2 separate regions of the Zea mays genome follow, and region 2 is linked to region 1. Evidence: chromatin contacts called from public Hi-C data. All regions are on one chromosome and are shown on one strand. The core of a region is the stretch at or near the end of the contact, and the rest is flanking DNA. Distances in the headings are between cores, read along the strand shown.

Evidence for each region. A called contact is a pair of places that touch in the nucleus more often than the background predicts.
Region 2: a Hi-C map of tassel shows a contact between it and region 1, with 2.6 times the contacts expected there. The contact joins the enhancer-like site here to the promoter of LOC118476237 in region 1. A contact is called at or near these places in 4 of 25 Hi-C or Micro-C datasets (bundle sheath, ear, leaf and 1 more).

The regions. Positions count from the first base shown.
Region 1 is chr2:63,034,109-63,038,874 of Zm-B73-REFERENCE-NAM-5.0, reverse strand. It overlaps LOC118476237, which reads left to right and starts at 3,038. Exons shown (of 3, transcript XM_035965062.1): 1 at 3,038-3,523; 2 at 3,662-3,686. The coding sequence starts at 3,038.
Region 2 is chr2:63,086,049-63,091,058 of Zm-B73-REFERENCE-NAM-5.0, reverse strand. No RefSeq gene overlaps it. Among protein-coding and RNA genes, the nearest start is that of LOC118476237, 53 kb to the right of the region's middle. Within about 2 kb of position 1,883, at least 19 of the 20 cell types and tissues checked have an H3K27ac peak or open chromatin away from gene starts, as enhancers often do. A contact at or near this core is called in bundle sheath, ear, leaf and 1 more, where this site is marked.

The sequences.
Region 1 (4,766 bases), core at 1,789-4,288:
GGATTGAGTGAGTTTAAATCCCAAGCAAGTCAAATTTCTTCACAATTTTTTCTAATCCCGTCCAATCCATATGTAACGGGATTAACCGAACAAGGCCTTAATTGGTTTGTTTCCAAACCAAAGATTTTTCTGGCTTGGGATTTGTTTTAAAAGTTTTTGTATTATTCATCAAAGTTTTTTTTAATCACTCAAGACAACTCGAAAAAAATATTTATTCAGCAATACGGTATTATTCTCTCGTGCTAATCCGTTTGGATTAGTGATGCGTGGCAGCGAACAGTTGAATTGGTGATCACGACTGTGACCTAGCCGTGAATCAGGTCCAAGCGAACGAATAGTAGAGGGCCGGAGTTTTTGGTCAGAAACGTAATGCTGAAAGATAGTAGAGCATGCGGCAGGACAAATGGAAAAGCAGCAGCCATTAGTTGGCCGCCTTGGCTAACACGTCGTCAGGATATCCTCTCACTAAACAAGACGATTTTGCCACAGATGCGATGACCTACATCCATTAATAAATTCCTAGCTAACTAGTATATAGCTAGCACTAGCAGCATGGACACCAATTAATCTAATGCCTGACGTCCTTGTCACTTAATTAACGGCTAGTATATATCTTTTCTCATCGTGTGATGTTTACGTGCCCGGCGCCGGCGGGCCACATTTTCCAGGCTCTGTCCGGCCGGCATTGTAGTGCTGGAACGGAAAGCTAACCCCGGCCGGCCCCCGGCCGGTGTCGTGTTCGTGTGCTGTCCTGTACATGTCCACGGGGTGCCTTTCGTGCCGATCGGCGACGCCGGTTGTACATGTCCACCACTTGGATCCATCGTCTGTTCGTCTTGACATGGTGACAGTGATGTGCTCTCCCTATCCACGACGTACACGGCTTTACGTCCAGCCACCATGCCTCAGCTGCGTCCATCTTCAATTCCAAGCTGTCACGCATCCTCTCTTGCGCATAACGACTACTGTTCAACATGTACCACGCCCACGGCATCATCAGGCCGTCGTCTTCAAGACAGGAAATTTATTGTTCTTACTTTCTTAGCGGCATGCATGCATATGTCCGTCTCAGGATTCTATTCAAACTAGTGGAGCTAGCTGCTGTCGTCGACGTCGTCCCTTAGTATTATACGTCCATTTCAGACATTAATTCCTCTGTGCGTGCAATTCTAATTTAAGCCGACATCTATAAAATACAGATGTACTGATTGCGTACGTCACATGTACATGTACCGTAGCTAGTCCAATGATGTAGTGGATTAGCTTGAAACTGTGTTACAATAATGTGGATTCAGTTGAAAGGTCCAAATAAGCAGCCTAGCTATAGTATGTCATTGACATGTCGCAATAAGAAAAAGCTAATAACGACTGGTAACTACTGGCACTGCAAATAAAGTTCAATATAAGATGCATGCCTAACCCATCTGACCATGGCATGTCCATACCTCATTTATCGTTTTGTTCAGTAGTTGCCTGTCCTCTCTCCGCTGGCAGAACCAGCCATTTTTTTTTGTTAAGGGGACACAATTATCATGACACTTCTAAGTGGTGTGTGTAAAATAAAAAAATCATACTCACTCCGGCTTCCAATTTATAATGCGTTTGACATTTTACGCCAAGTTTGACAGTTCATTTTATTTTAAAAAATGCAATAGTAATAATATTTTTTACCGTGCTATCGTTTAGCATATAATATATTTTAAATGTTACTTTAAAATTTCCATTTTTCGCAAAAAAAAAGACGAGCCATTCAAATTTAGTAAAAAAAACTTCAAATGAATTATAAATTGGATAGAAATAGTAATATGAGGATAAAAATAGATATATTGATATTTTGATGTGCAGTAAATTAAAAAAAATCTAGGTATTATAAAAAGTTTTTCATGTGTTTGTGGTGGTGCTGGAGTGGGGCGGGCACGTCGCTGATGGTCTCTGGTTCTGCCACTTGTCTTCTCTCCGCCCATGGGAAACCATATCTATATGTGGCAATTACTATAGGCGTACTACTAATTTTAATTACTTTCATAGCAAAAAATGTCACTATAGGTTGAGGTAAAAACGGTCGGAAACGGTTGGTAAATACTAAAACTATTTACATTTTCATTTTTTTCATGGAAACAAAATCGAAAATGATAACTCTGGAAACGGAAACGACATCGGTAATTTATAAACATCAGAAACGAAAGCTTAGGATGGAAAACACATCGGTTATGGCCAGAATATAAAATACACCAGTAAAAATCGTGATATGTACCCTCAATTGACTTCTAAAATTCACACAAGTCGTACGTCCACATAAAATTAGTAATAATATATAAGTGTTCATAAATTCATGAAGATTAAATCATATCTCACAAAACATTAAAGCAATATCTCACAAATACAAAAGACAAGCACCGTGCCCACATACATATAGTTAGAAAGTCAACATAATTGGTATCATCCTAGCCCTTCAGGCTCTCGTGCAAATTATGAATATATGTATCAAGAGTAATAATTGAAAATAAAACTATAAATAAGATTTATAAAAGTTTCAAACAACTCTAAACTATATACCATTATATAGATCTTGATTTTAGGAAAATAATAAAATTGGTCTCATATTTTTCTAAGTTAATACAAGTTTATTATGGATTTACAAAGGTCAGTTTAGATTTAATATTTTTCTGAGAAATTAACGAACAAATTACCAAATTTGTTACTGACGGTAAAATACCGAATAAATAGTGTGATTTCCAGAAAAGGTCGGAAGAGACCCAAACCATTTTCGTTTCCGAATTTTTTCTACCAATTTTTTTCCCATATTTTTAATAATTGTTTTCATTTCCATTTAGACCTGAATTTTGGTAAAAAATTGAAAATGACTCATGGTAATCGAAATTTATCATTTTTGTTTTCACCCCTAACTGTATCGGTATCTTGTCTTAATTAGAATAAAAATCAGAACTAGAAAAGTAAATTGTAATCACTACAGGAAAACCGAGAAAAGCGTCGGTTCTATTAGTCTATCGGGATCGACGTTCTAAAGATATTAAGTATGTCAGTTAGAGTGTCAGCTGTTCTTAAGTTTTGGACTAGGTCGGGCGTGCGCTCGGTTCTTCGTCTTTGCTCGCTCGTTTCTAACTTAGCCTGTCGCCACCAAGTCGATCGTCGCGCCACCGTGCACAGCGCTGCCAGCACGCCTGTCGTTCTCCTCCTTGTGTCGTACTCCTCCCTTCACTCGTTTCTAATCCATACCACCGGTGCCAAGCATGTCGGGAGCGCCACCGTGCATAGCGCTGCCAGCACGCCTGTTGTTCTCCTCCCTGTGTCGTACTCCTCCCTTCACTCATTTCTAATTCATACCATCGGCACCAAGCATGTCGGGAGCGCCACCGTGCTCCACCCAGTGCCGCTGTGGTCCTTTGCAGGCTTCTCGAGATGGTGTCAGCCTTCGGTTGTTAAAGTTTGTATCAAGAGGCATAAAGGTTCAAATCCATATCACCAGGAGATTCTGTGCGGCGAGAATGCGGCAGAAAAGTTGGTAAGTATAAATATTGGCTTTAAATGTATTTTTTATTTCAATTGAAATTAATGTTTTGTTGGGTCGCTTATTGAAATGTTGCAATATAAATGTGTACATGACGTGGACTGGATGACAATACTGCGACTGCTTATGAAGCTGGTGAAGGTGTGCCACATGGGAGGTATGCTAACTTGTGTTGCAATTTTATTTCAGTAATTATGATTCTATTTAGGGTGTATATTATAATGTTGTACGTAGGTTTTCTATCGGCGACCGGGTTGTGGATCGTCGAAGTTATAGTATGCATCCATTCATAATAAATATATATTCATCTACATCAAATACATTCACAAACACATATATCCACCCACATCAAATACATTAGTACCAATACAACATCACACAAATCATCTACATCGTATCTATCCATTACATAAATCATCCACATCATATGAGTCGTAAAGTATCAATAGTTATTCAAGGAATAACCATTTTAAACAATAGAATAAGTACAAATATCCATACATCAAATTAGTCTGAACTTGGAATCATCAGTTGGTTAGAGTTCTCACCGCTACCTAGAGTGTAGTTGAACAACTAGTTGACAAATAAGTTAGACCCTTGGCATTAGCGTCTCCAGGTGCGGGTAATTATGGTGAAGTCTAAAAACTCTATTGTTTATAATTAGTTAGAATTGAGTTACATCAACTAGGGATAGATGTGGTTCACCTAAACTGACTAAATTTGGTTGAATTTGAGCTAGATTGACTAAATTTCGCTAAAATCACTAAGTTTCGCTACAATTGAACTATAATGATTATTTTCCTAGATTTGAGCTAAGTTAGCTAATTTTGCTAAATTAACAAATTTAGATAGAATTGAGCCAAGTGGGTTTCTCCTATAGTTAAGCTTAATTGTCTATTTTATTATAATTAAGCTAAATTTTCTAAAGGTATGATTACCTAAGGTCGAAGCATCGGTGGAGGACCCCATTACAAAAGTGACACCAGTGGCGATATTTTGGAACACATGGAAAGTGATGTTTATCGTGATATGTTGCAATGCATCCAACGAACAAAATAGATTAAACGTCATTAGTTATGCTAAAAGCTAAAAATTCTAATAGAAGATCAATTGAACTTACTTGAAACATGGTCTGCTTCTTTGCTATGTAGTTGGAAAAATAGTCGTCATGTTGTTGGTCATAGTCCTAATGCTACCAATCATATTCGTGATATTGCGCATCTCCTGTCCATCACAT
Region 2 (5,010 bases), core at 634-3,133, 53 kb before region 1:
AAGAGATCCACCTTATTAACAAACTATGTGTATACTTTTGTAAAGATGATATAATCATTGCACTTTGAGAAGAAAGAATGGAATACCAAGAAATGTATTTGTTTTAATATGGTTTTTGAAAACCAGAAGTACATTTATCGTATACTCCCTCCATCCCGTCGTAACGACTTTTTATTGCAGTCTCTGTTTAGAAGCACCTAGTTTTTAATAAACTGGTTTATAGAAATTGAGGTCATTCGAATATACCAGTTTATGACATAGTTTATATAAATTATATTTTTGGTTTCTTAAAAACTAAGAAACTGATTTATCCTAGCTAAAAAGATAAAAACCGATTCTTAAAAATTGGGTTGCTTCCGAATAGAACTTAAATCACATGGTTTTTAGTTAGGCATACTTAATATCAATGGGGAGAGAATGATATATATATATATATATATATATATATATATATATATATATATATATATATATATATATATATATATATATATATATATATATATATATATATATATATATATATATATATATATATATATATAGTAAATAACAAGAGTCAAGAGGTGATTTATTTCCTTGTATACTTTGGACAGTGGAAGTTGGAACGAGCAAAGTAAACAGCGGTGGTAAGCACAGTGTCCTCTTGTCTCCCACCCCCACGTTACTACAGCTGAGCAGAGCATCATCACCCATCTGACGTGACGACGGATCAGAAGGCGTCTTTTATTTGCATCAGAGTCACGATCAAATTCCAGCACCCGAATTATTACCACACGCGACCAGCAGGCCGTGCGCGTACGCAGCAGCACGTTGATGAATATAGCGCGCGCAGTCCGTGCATGGCTACCGGCACGGCCACACCCACACAGCCCTGGCCACCGGTCTGCGCGAGCACGTCCACGCAGAAAACGCCAACCCGGCCGGCACAGGGGTGCTGCCTGCCGCTGCGTTCAGTTGTCAGTCACCATGGTCCATGGCGCGCGCGCGCCTTCAGCCAGGGCAGGGCTACTGCACGTACGTACGTACATCTCTGCACGACTGCACCTGCGCTTACGTACGTACGTACGTACGCTTGTCGCAGCTTGTCCTCGCCAACATGAAGGCGCGCACCGGCCGGCCCGCCCGCCCGCCCGTTGGACCCCGCCGCGCGTGCCTGGGCAGTCGCCGCTGGTGTGTAGTGTCGGGAGGGCCGGCCAGCCAGCTGCGGCTGGTGTGGTGGAGCAGTGGAGCCCGCCGCACCTGCCCCACGAACGGGGCGACGCGCGCCCGCATGCGGCAGCACGGGGAGCTAGCTACAACGACACAGGCCGCTAGCCTAGCTCTCCGTCGTCGGTGTGCGGTCCGAACCTGCCCTGGCCCTCCCTCCATGCACGGACGCATCTGCCAGTACTGGGGCGGGGTCCGGGGTGCGTGGTCTGCTGCGATCACGCGCGAGATGTTTTTGACAAAGCCGCCCCCACCCATACACACGTAGGAGTAGTAGTAATAGCTGCGAATCGAATTGATTGAAGGAGTACGCCGGCGGTGACAATAATTGACACCCGCTGCCGGATCAACAATTGATCGCTGCTGCTCGATCTACGCGACAATCCATGCATGCATGCCACGTGCCCGTACATTTGCAGGCCGGGGCCCGGTCAGAGCGATCGCGATCTCTCCGGTAGTACTCCGTATAGTGTAGCTCGGAGCTCGCGCGGCTGTAGTTAGCTAGGATTGGAGCTGAGGGTTTACTACACAGCACACAATGGCGTACATGCGTCATGCGTGCTGGTCAGCCCGGCCTCGAAAAGCACATCAGTGAGCTCTACGGAGTACGGACCACTCTGAGACCCTGCCGTGCGTACACCCAACCCACCCACCAATGCTCTGGATTTGATCATCGTCGCAGGGCGCAGGCCATGCCGCGCAGGCGCAGTGCGCGTGCGTCCTGTCCATGGCATGCACGGATGCACCGCCACATGTTGATCGACGACGGTGCATGTGCATTAATTGGTGGCTTTTTGGCTTGCAGACTGGAGTACTCCTGTGAACACCAGCACCCTGCAAAGCCTGCGATAGCTTTACCGATGCCATCGATCGATGTGAAGCGAGCTGCCAGTGCCAGCCCTTCCCCATGCATACATGCAGCTGATGGATGGATGGATGGGTGACGACTGACGACTGAACGAATGACTGATGAAACCCCCACCCCACCTCTTGTTGGCTTCTGCATGCATTGGCAGATCGATCGCAGCAGCATATCTGCATATGCATATCTCGTTTGGTGGAGGCAGGCAGTAATGCTGGCTGGACTGCGCGCGACTACTATAGGCGTGGATGCCTTTCACTTTTGCGTGCAACCGCCGCGCAGCATGCAGGACAGGACTGACTGCATCGGGGAGGGAACAGTCAGAAAGGGCCCGGTACGGTCGGTCTCAGCCTTCTCTCAGGTCATCGATTCAACCGCATAGTATACACTTATGCACCGCTCCGTTCGTATACTTACATAGCTTAACATCTGTTCTAAAATCAAAAAAATAAAATGTAAGCACAATTATTCTTAGAAACAGAATCATCTTACTCTACCTGTTTTTCTCTCTCGCTCTCTGTCTCTACTTTCTCTCCTTTCAAAATACAATGGTTTTACACCTCTATTGATCGAGAGGTACACATGTGTGACTTCTCAATAATATATTACGTTTTCATCTATATTTTAGAAACACAATTATGTTAGGACTCTGAATGGATCTTTGTCTGGTGACAACGATTTCAAAACGCAACGATTATTTTTGGAGCCTCTCTGAGCGGATATCTCTATGTAGTTGCTCGGTCTGCAGAGCTCTCCTCCTCACTTCTAATAATGGCACATGCATGCATGAATAATGGATCTTGTCTGTCGCATGTAACGGAGTCAAACAATCTAGATTTTAAACAAATATATGTAACAGAATATTAAATGCTATGAGATGCAATAAGTGCCATATAAATTAATCGTACACTGTCTTTTTTTATAGAAGATTTAACTACATACCCAAATAAAAATGATATAAATTTAAGATTGTTTCACTCGAATAAGGCCTCCATGCATTTAACTAAAGATCTTTTTTGGTCCTAAAAAATGCAATATTTACATAGAAGAAACTATCACATAAAAAAAGAACACATGTACCTATATATACTCTTTTTTTAATCAATCTTCACATGTGTTAACGGGACAAAACCAAATGTTGGGGACTTGTTCTCAAATACTATGAATTAAGAACAAGGCAACACAAGATGTTAAATGTTAATACCCTTCGTCATTCGAAGCATTATTTCCCTTAGGATATAATGATCTTCAGACGAAGGCCATGAAAGACATACCTTCATCATCGCAGTATATGTTAAATAAAAGAAGAAGCATATGAAATATGGAATATGAAGTGAAATGTAGACAATTATATGTTGTTATCAATTCATTTCTGTATTATTATTATTAAAGAATAAAAACGACATCAAGTTACAGATGTACCTTCAGTTTGGAAGGAAGTAAAAGTACAAGCGTGACACAAAAAGCAAATGCCAAGTCAGCGTGAACAGTACGGGGGTACTGTTCACCTATTTATAGGCATGGAACACAACCCATATAAAATTACATCCATGCCCTTTACATTTGGTAGTAGTTCTATAGTAATCCACCGAGGTTTAAATAGCCTTTTCATCTTTAAGTCGGTTTCCTTTTCTGCAGTCACGCCGAAGCTTTCCTGCTCACTCCTTCGACGCTGTATCAACCTTCGTATTCTTTGAGCTTCTCCCACTGTGGTACCGATTCGGGTCCAAAGATACCTGTTCACACATTATACTCCAGAAACGCTGTTAAATCCTGTTTTTGAGGACCTTCGGAGCCGAAGGCCCCCAACAGTAGCCCCTCGCAATGTTAATTTGTTAAATCGATAAATTCAGATTGCGACATGGACGAAGGCTTTAAGCCGAAGGTCCGCAAAAACACCTTCCCTTTGCTAGAATAGCAACATTCACTGACAGGCGGGGGCTTTCAATCTTTCACGCACTGGGCGTATAAATAAGAGCATACTGCGAGCTCATTTGGCACGCTCTCTTGCCAGCTGTTCTCGCTCACTCAATTTTTAGCTCTTGCGTACCAAGATTTGCTTAGCTTTTTAAGTTTTTAAGCTTCGGAGCTGAAAACAGTTTTTTAGTGTCTCCGAAGATGTCTGAAGATAAGAAGGCTGCTGCTGAGATGAAGCTGAGTCTCGATGAAGAGAAGAATCTGGGGTTTCTTATAGCAATGTCGAAGACCAATACAGAAAAAATCACCAAAGAAATTTTAGAAGGTTTGTCTGAAGATACTGATGACAGCGACAGTTATGATGTGGATAGTGGTGGTGAAGACTCCGAAGATCGCCCCTGGCGACCAAGCCATTCAGTTTTTGGCAAGTCAGGTATCAAAGAAAATCATCTTGTCAACATGAGGGGAAGGTACTTCCGGGATTTATCCGTTGTGAGGGCTGACGAAGGAGAAAAAACTTGTCCGACCCCTGAGGAAAGTGAAGTTGTAGTGTTCCGAAGCTTTTTGAAAGCTGGACTACGATTTCCCCTGAGCAGCTTTGTCGTAGAAGTGCTGAAAATATTTGAAGTCTATCTTCATCAACTTACCCCCGAAGCAATTATAAGGCTAAATATCTTCGTGTGGGCCGCGAGAAGCCAGGGTCTGGAACCTGATGCGAAAAGTTTCTGCAACATACACGAATTATCATACGAGACAAAACCCTGGGGTAAGGAACAGTATCACAATAATTTTGGCTGCTACAGTTTCGTTTCTCGGTCTGGGTCAAGCTGCCCCGTGCCAACGTTTCGGAAGAGATGGCCCGGCGACTGGACGACAGAATGGTTTTATGTGAAGAATGACCTGAAAGCACGGGAAGACATTAAAGGTATAATTATGCGCCCTATTTGGCAAAGTTTCGGCCTGCGAAGGCCGAAGGTTGAGATGAATGAAGCCGCCGAAGAATGCCAGAGAGCCTTCGGAGT